Regions from separate parts of the Sus scrofa genome. Here region 1 is linked to region 2. Evidence: chromatin contacts called from public HiChIP or PLAC-seq data. All regions are on one chromosome and are shown on one strand. The core of a region is the stretch at or near the end of the contact, and the rest is flanking DNA. Distances in the headings are between cores, read along the strand shown.

The links. HiChIP or PLAC-seq counts read pairs in DNA pulled down with a chosen protein or histone mark.
Region 1: an H3K27ac HiChIP or PLAC-seq map of alveolar macrophages shows a contact between it and region 2. The contact joins the promoter of NPLOC4 here to the promoter of SLC38A10 in region 2. A contact is called at or near these places in 2 of 2 datasets of contacts at active chromatin or transcription factors (alveolar macrophages and skeletal muscle).

What each region holds. Positions count from the first base shown.
Region 1 is chr12:1,249,316-1,253,775 of Sscrofa11.1, reverse strand. NPLOC4 (nuclear protein localization protein 4 homolog) reads right to left here and starts at 2,399. Exons shown (of 17, transcript XM_021066476.1): 1 at 2,238-2,399. The coding sequence starts at 2,252. It overlaps TSPAN10 (tetraspanin-10), which reads left to right and starts at 2,541. Exons shown (of 4, transcript XM_021066469.1): 1 at 2,541-2,676.
Region 2 is chr12:1,478,538-1,482,693 of Sscrofa11.1, reverse strand. SLC38A10 (putative sodium-coupled neutral amino acid transporter 10) reads right to left here and starts at 1,449. Exons shown (of 18, transcript XM_005668573.2): 1 at 1,029-1,449. The coding sequence starts at 1,127.

The DNA of each region.
Region 1 (4,460 bases), core at 1,150-3,649, 230 kb after region 2:
TATCTTTCTCATTTTTCTAGTAATCGTCTCTTGACTGAAAACGCTTTGCCCCCCCCGCACTGTTCCCCATTTTTAAGATTTTGTTTTGAATAATATTCATGAAATACCGACTGTTAAGAGCATAACATATTTTGTTTGCTTCTCAACAATATCTGCTTAACTCTCTCACCCAGATGATGTGCGCTCAAATGTGTGTACTGCATACAAAAGTTCTTTTCACTTTTGATTTCTAGTCCACTTTACTCCGGATTCAACATCTAGAGAAATGTTTTCTTTTTTTCCTTGCTTTTTAGGGCCGCACCCTCGCATATAGAGGTTCCCAGGCCAGGGGTCGAATCAGGCTACAGCTGCGGGCCTGCACCACAGCCACAGCCACAGCGGATCTGAGCCGCACCTGCGACCTACACCACAGCGCACGGCAATACCGGATCCTTACCCCCCTGAGCGAGGCCAGGGATTGAACCTGCATCCTCATGGATACTAGTCGGATTTGCTTCCGCTGCGCCACGCAGCCTGGGCATTAGACAGGCTCCACGTTATCTGTTCCTGAAATCTGTCTCCCCGACCGGAGCAGGTGAAGAGGTGCCCTGCTTCTCTCTGAAGGATTCTGGGAGGGCTGCTCTGAAGGTGCTCACTTAGGACCAAGAGCGTGACGCTCCACTCTCTGAGGAGCGAAAAGGCAGACATACACTTTCCCGTATGTATCTGTGTGCATCTAAAGCTTAAGTTATTCTATCTGTTCCTTTACAGCAGGGCGCAGCAGCCCACGTTTCCAAGCTAAGCTCGGTCTCTAACTCAAAGAGACAAACATAACTCACACTGAGGGAAATTATGGCTTCACTTTTGACATAGGCCGTAATGTAAAATATGACCCAGCGACAGGGACACGCAGTTCCTTGGGAACTTGGGTTTCCCTCTTTCTAAGAAAAGGAACTCAGAACACTTCTTGGGGGAGTCAAAGAATTGGTAAGATAAAAACCAGTTATCCCACAGAAATTTTTGGAAGATCTTTCCAAAATAATAGATGAAAACTTTTCTGTACAGCAGAAATTGACAGAACATTGTAGCGCAGCTATAATAGAAAAAACGAAAATCTTAAAAAAAAACTCACAACCTTTGAAATAAGTTTCAGAAGAATGATCTGTTTTAATTCCCGAGAAATGTGACAAGAGATCCATGCCACACCTAGCAGGAAACGGCCTTCTCTGAAACAACTCATTTGACCGTGGTTACCTGAATTCAGTTAAAAATAATACAGGACGGAGACAGTTTGAAAGCAGCTCTGAGTGTTAAATTCTTAGCCTATTTCTAGAACAGGGTTAGGAAATCTTATTCTAAAAGGAGTCAGTGGCTAGTTTCTCTTGGGCCACTTCCCTCTGCTCATCTCCAGGTGGTGAACCGTGCAGGAGGCCCCAGAGCCCCGAGCACAGAGCTGTGTATCCAGGAGGCATCACAGGAGGGGCTGGAAGCCCAGGGCTGGGGGTCCCCGCAGAGCCAGGACCGCGCCACTCGGGACACCTGGCCAAACCGCGAAGCCACCCCCGCCCTGCGAGGTTCTCGACACCACCTGCCCCCCGGTGCTGCTTCTGCTTCCCCGGGAAATCTCACGCAGTCCTCAATGCGGACCAACATATTCTGTGCAGCTGGTCTGAGGGGTTTTTTCCTGCCGCACTGACTTTTGAGAGGAAACTTTCTACAAGTTAACGCATGGCCGGCTTTTTCTGCTTTTCACTGGCTTTTCCGTTTGTGTCTTTTTTTTTTTACTTAAGAAAAACCTTCGGGTACAAAGTGAAATCGCCCTTTAGAACATCCCTTTAGACGGGCAGCTGTCAAGTTCTCCTTGCCGTCCGCCAGACCACCCTCCTCGCAGCTTCCTCTGGCGGGGAGGGGGTCCCCGTCGGTGGAAAGCGCCCTGCTTTCGGGGACCCGTAACAAGGCACTTCCTGGGGCGGCGGGAGGAGGCAGAAGAGATGGACGGCGGCGAGGCGGGGTCGTGGCCCCGGCCCCTGGCACCGGAGCCCCTCCGAGCGCGCCCGGCCAGCCCCCCGCGGCCCGGAATCGAGGCGGCAGGCACAGCCCAGCCCCTGCGGACGGCCCGGCTTCCCCGCCGGCCGAGACCCGGAGGTCGGGGGCCCGGCCGGCCCGGCGGAGGAGGGCAAGCCGCCGCGCTTCCCGCAGGCCGCGCCGGCAAATCTGCTGCCTCATCCCGGCGCCTCCCGCCCGGCCGCCCCACTCACGATGCTCTCGGCCATGGCGGCCGCTCCTGTCTCCGGGCTCGAGCCCCGGGCCGCCGCCGCCGCCGCCGCCTGCCGCCCCGCGGGCCTCGCAGCCCCGGCCCCGGCCTCAGCCCCGGCCCCGGCCTCCCGCCGCCGCCGCCACCGCCGCTCCAGCTTCGCCGCCGGCAGCCACCGCCGCGACGTCCGGTGCCTCGCCCGACGCGCTCCCCGGGCCCCGCGGCCGCGCAACTGGGTTCCGGCCGCGCACCGGGTTCCGGCCCCACCAACGGTCCGCGCCTGCGCAGCCCGGCCCCCCGCGCCCTGGGCTCCGCGCAGACGCGCGCCCCCGCTGGCCACGCGCGGGAGAGACGCTGCGGAGAGGTCGGCGGGCCCGGGGGCGTCGGCTCGGCCTGGCGTTCCCGACACCTGGTCACACGGAAACGGAGACAGGCTCGAGAAGGTGACATCACACCTTGATGATATACACACATATTTTAAAGAAAGCATTTTCCCTCAATCCTACGTAAGAGAAACGAGCGAGTTTTGACTGCATTTTTTAAGGCCGCACCCGAGGCACGTGGAGGTTCCCAGGCTAGGAGTCGAATCCGAGCTGCAGCTGCCGGTCTACACCACAGCCACAGCAACCTACACCACAGCTCATGGCAACGCCGGATCCTTAACCCACTGAGCGAGGTCAAGGATCGAACCTGCGGCCTGAGCCACGCCGGGAGCTTCTCAACTGCATTTTAGATAAATGCTTTTTGCCAGAGAGCCAATATCCTAAAATTGCCCACAGTGCCAGCTTCATGGGTACAGACCAGCGCTGTTTTTTGGAAGGGCCTGGCTTTAGGTTCGTGCTCTGCTATCACCGTCTTGCCGTCGTTAATAATTTTCAGCAAGGAGCTCTGCATTTGCAGCATTTGTGTGTGTGTGTGTGTGTGTGTGTGTGTGTGTGTCTTTTTGTCTTTTCTAGGGTCACACCCGTGGCATATGGAGGTTGCCAGGCTAGGGGTCCAATTGGAGCGGTAGCGGCCAGGCTACGCCAGAGCCACGGCAACACAGAATCCGAGCTGTGTCGGCAACCTACACCACAGCTCAGGCAATGCTGGATCCCCAACCCACTGAGCAAGGCCAGGGATCGAACCTGCAACCTCATGGTTCCTAGTCGGAGTTGTTAACCACTGAACCACAACGGGAACTCCAATTTTTTTTTTTCTGTCTTTTTGTCATTTTCAGCATTTTCATATTGCGCTGGGCTCTGCACATTTTGTAGCTGACCTTGCCTGAAATTATGAAAAAAAAAAAATGAGAACCTCAAAGAGAGTAAACTATGTTTTTTAACCCCCATGGATCAATTTCAGATTGTATTTATTTATTTTCTGTGCTGAAAAGAGTTAGGAAATTGTTACTCGGGAGGATGTGGGTTCAGTACCTGGCCTCGGTATTAACTGTGGTGTAGGCCGGCAGCTACAGCTCCGATTGGACCCCTAGCCTCGGAACCTCCATATGCTGCAGGTGCGGCCCTCAAAAGACAAAAATAAATAAATAAATAAAATATCGGCCAAAAAATTAAAAATAAAAAAATTGAAATAAAAGCTAAGATGGTCAAGAAAGCTGTCTCTGAGGAGACGAGGTTTGACAGGTCCCAGGTGAAGTGGGCCATGCAGATACCTGAGGGACGAGGCACACAGGACGAGGTGAAAGCGCACGCAAAGTCCAGGGGCCTGAGACGTGCTGGAGGCCCAGGAACCAGAACGGGCTGGGCTGGAGTTCCCCTGCGACACAGAGGGTTAAGGATCTGGCATTGTCACTCCAGCGGTGCGGGTCGCTGCTGTGGCTTACATTCACTCCCTGGCACAGGAACTTCCACGTGCCATGGGGAGTGACCAAAAAAAAAAAAAAAGACCTTCTGGCTGAGTGCAAAGAGGAAGGACAGGGAAGGCCTGGTTGGCAAGAACCCTGGAACCCTGGGAGACCTCTGGACGCTAGTCTAAGGGCGTGAGGAGGCCTTTGGAGGGGCAAGAGTGGAGGAGACCTGCTCTCTGGAGCCTGGACAGAGAACAGACCATGGGGGGGGGGCAGCGGGGCGGATGCAGTAGCCCAGAGGGCGGATCGTGTGGCAGCAAAGGCCTCGGGGAGCTGGCGTGGGGTTCTGATGCGGACACGTGTCCTGCACGCTCACCGTGGCCTTTTCTTCGTGTCCAGGACGGCCTCTTCTCGCATCTCCTCTCTCGAGGGCCCCCC
Region 2 (4,156 bases), core at 200-2,699:
ACTCCCATGCCAAGACACAGATGTTGCCTTGGAGGTTCCAGAAGCCGCCAGCATGGCCTTCCACGTCAGCCCGCCGTCTCCATCCCCCCAGCAACACGGTCACCAAGCAAGTCAGAGCAACCGCTCACACGGGAACCGAAACGCATTTTCTTCTGCTTGCTATTTACAGCAAAGCATCCTAAATATGAAAAATGCAAAACCTGAATCTAAGATGAAGCAACTGGAGCCCACGTCAAGGCCAAAATATCATCTTATGCGCATTTTTCCACGTAAGGCTGGTCTTTGAGGGCCTGCTGGCCACCTGTCCTCCCCTGGTGTCCCACTGGTCCTCCTCCAGCCTCAAGAAAGCCGCTCTCCCTCGTGGCCAGCTCCTGCCCCAGGCGGCCGGGGGAGCGGCACCTCCAGTGTGGCACACAGGAAGCGGAGAAGTTCGTTTTTAGTTAAGAAGTTGCCCAATTTGATAACTCTGTCAACCTCCCTCTTCTAAAGGACCAAAAGCCTCTTTATTTGTGGATTAAACAGAAGCCAAATAAACCCACACCTCAAAAAAGGCTGAGTTTCTCTCCTGCAGTATTTAACGTCGGAATGACACCAATTTTTTAATACTTCCGACGTTTTCCGTTAAGGTAAGGTTTGCCCACAGCGAAACACAAAGCTCTGACGTGTCCAATCTGGTGAATTTAGCAACCCCCTCAGAACCCACACCCCAATCTAGTTCCAAGGCCGGGGTTGACCTGTGCGCTCCCGGAAAGGAGTGCGGTGGGATCAGAGTTGCAAGAAACGCCAGGAAAGGACGCGAACACGGAGTCCCGCGGTCACTCTCCAGTTTTCAAGATCGCCTCGCTACACGCTGCACCTCGGTCTGAAGTTACCAACGGTGCGCAAGCTGTTCGCGGGGGGCTTTCCCTCGGCTTCCGCGGCGGCGCCGGGGCGGGTGGGCTGCCGGGTCCCTCCTCCCGCCGCGCCGGCTCCCGTGACGGGCTGAGCCCGGGGCGGCCGGGGCGGCGACCACCGCCCGCTCGACTCACCTGTTTGAAGCAGAAGGGCATGGTGAGGACACTGACCCCTACTATGCTGTTCACTATGTTCGTGATAAGCCCCCAGTTGGAGGCCGCGGCCGCGGTCATGGCGCGAGGCCTGGGGCCCCGGAGCCCCGGGTCCAAGGCGCCGGCAGGACGGTGGGGCGCGAGACCCCGAGGGGGACGCCGCCTGGAGGAGGCGGTCTCGCGGGAAGGCGGCGGGAGCAGTCACCCTCCAGGCCCCGCCAGGCCCCGCGGCCGCCTCATAGCTTCGTCCCCCGCTGGCTCCCGCGGGCCACCGCAGCGTCCCCGAGCCCAGACCGGGAAAAGCCGCGGGGAGCCGGCGAGAAACACTCCGGTGCTGCTCGGCGGCCGCCTGGGCACGCACACTTCCGCCTTCCGCGAGCTCCTCCGCCCGGAAGTGACGACGAGGGGCGGAGCTCGGGGCAGGGCGCTCACCAATGAAAGGCGGACCTCGGCGCCTGCAGGGGCGGGGCTTGGATGGACGCACACGGGGGGGTGGGGACGGGGTCTATGGGGCGCACCTGTCCCTACAGCCAGCTGATCCTCCCTGTGGAGCTGGCGTCCTGCGCCATGTCTTGCAGGGTCTGGAGCACAAGAGCTCGCCCCTTGTGGCCCCCATCCGGAAGAGCAGTGGAGGGCAGGAGGGAAAGGGCCACGTCACGCCTTCTGGAGAGGAGCAGGATTTTAAGCCTTCATTTTCAGCAATTACCCTCGAGACCGATTGGGAGAAGTGTGCTAGATGCGCGGGTCTCCGGGGCTGCACCTTCATGTCAGCGTTGATAACGGATTCCAGGAGTTAGCGCCCACGTTTTAGGAGTGGGACGCTGAGCACAGAGAGGCTGAGTTCCTCAGCAAGAGTACACAGTTCTAAAGAGTGGGCATGGAGGAGTTCGCGTTTTGGCTCATCAGGTTAAGGACCAGTCTCCGTGAAGATGTGTGTTTGACCCCTGGCCTGCCTAAGTGGGTTAAGGATCCAGCGATGCCACAGGCTGCAGCACAGGTCGCAGATGTGGCTCAGATTCGGTGTTGCCATAGTGTAGACCCCTGCTGCAGCTCCCATTCGACCCCTGGCCCAGGAACTTCCATATGCCACGATGCAGCCACAATTTAAAAAAAAAAAAAATTGGAGTTCCTGCTGTGGCACAACAGGTTAAGGATCCAGTATTGCAGCAGCTGTGGTGTAGGTCACACCTGGGTCTGGGATAGGATCCCTGTCCGGGCAACTTCCATATGCCGTGGATGCGGTGGAAAAACATTTTTTTAAATAAGCAATAATAAAATAGCCCGGAATATATATATCCATTCTCCTGCTGAGGGCCACCGAGTTGCTTCCAATTATTTGCCATTATAAACAGTGATTCAGTGAACACCACGGCCCTTGTCTTCTCGGGTGTTGGGGGGGCTCCAGGGTAAACCCGTAGAAGCAGAACTGCCGGTTCACGTGCAGGCACACCTTCATTTTACCAGGTATTGCCCAATCGCTCTTCAAGTAGTTATGAGAGTTCTTGCTAGTTTACATCAGAGGCTGGACAATTTTTTTGTTTGTTGTCTTTTCTAGGGCTGCACCGCGGCATATGGAGGGTCCCAGGCTAGGGGTCTAATCGGAGCTATAGCCACCAGCCTACACAACAGCCACAGCAACATAGGATCCGAGCCCCATCTACAACCTACATCACAGCTCACGGCAATGCCGGATCCTTGACCCACTGAGCAAGGCCAGGGATGGAACCTGCAACCTCATGGTTCCTAGTCGGATTTATTAGCCACCGAGCCACGACGGGAACTCCAGAGGCTGGTCAATTTTTCCTGCGAAGAGCCAGGTAGCAAATATTTTCTGTTTCAAAAGCCACATAGTGGAGTTCCCATTGTGGCTCAGTGGAACCAAGCCTGACTAGCATCCACGAGGACACAGGTTCGAGCCCTGGCCTGGCTCAGTGGGTTAAGGATCTGGCATTGCTGTGGCTGTGGTGTAGGCTGATAGCTCTGATTCAGCCCCTAGCCTGGGAACCTTCATGTGCCATGGGTGTGGCCCTAAAAAGACAAAAAAAAAAAAAAAACCACATAGTCTCTGCCATGACTATTGAAAGCAGCCCTAGACAACACATAAACAAATAAGTGTGACTGTGTTCTAACAAGACTCTATTTACAAAAGCATGGCTGCCCCATTTTGGCCAAGGGGCCATAGATCTTGGGCTCTGGCTGCACCCTGCCACAAACATTCATTTGGTAGTATCCTTTTGGCCAGTTTGGTGAGCAAAATGCAATCTCATTGTAGTCTTTAATCTGTTCTCCCTAATTACAAATGAGGTTAATCATCTACTCATATTTTTATTGTCCATTCATATCTCTTTTTTGTAAGGGCCATACCCACAGCCATATGGAAGTTCCCAGGCTAGGGGTCGAACGGGAGCTGCAGCCGCTGGCCCACACCACAGCCACAGCCACACAAGATGCGAAGTGCAGCTGTGACCTATGCAGCAGTGGGCAGCAATGCCAGATCCTTAATCCACTGAGCGAGGCCCGGGATCAAATCTGAGTCCTCATGGATACTAGCCGGGTTCTTAACCCACTGAGCCACAATGGGAACTCCTGTTTTGTATTTCTTGAAATGCTTGTTCATTTCTGGCCACTTTTCTAACGAGCTATTTGTCTTTGATTTTACAAATTCTGAGTTCGCTCAACGTGCCCGTGTCCCTGAATTGGGGTTTGTCTGTCTCCTCGTTGTGTTGGTTTTCCGTTGTTGTTGTTGTCGTTGTAACAAATCTGCTGACCAACACCATCTGTTCTTACGGTTCTGTGGGTCAGAGGTTCCGAATGGAGCTCCCCAGACTGAAATCAAGGTGTCAGCAGGTCGTCCCCTTCCTGGGAGCTCTCGGGGACCCTCCATTTCCTGCTCATTGGATCGGTGGCAAAATTCAGGTCCCTTGGGTGGTAGGACCACAGCCACCCATTTCCTACCAACTGAAAACTAGGGTCCGTTCCCAGTTTCTAGAGGCCACATTCCCTGGCTTGTGGCCCCCGTTCTCCAACTTCAAAGCCGGTGGCAGGGGAGGGGTCAACTTTGTCTCTCTCCGACCCAGGCAGGAAAAGTTTTCAATTTTAAGGATTCGTGT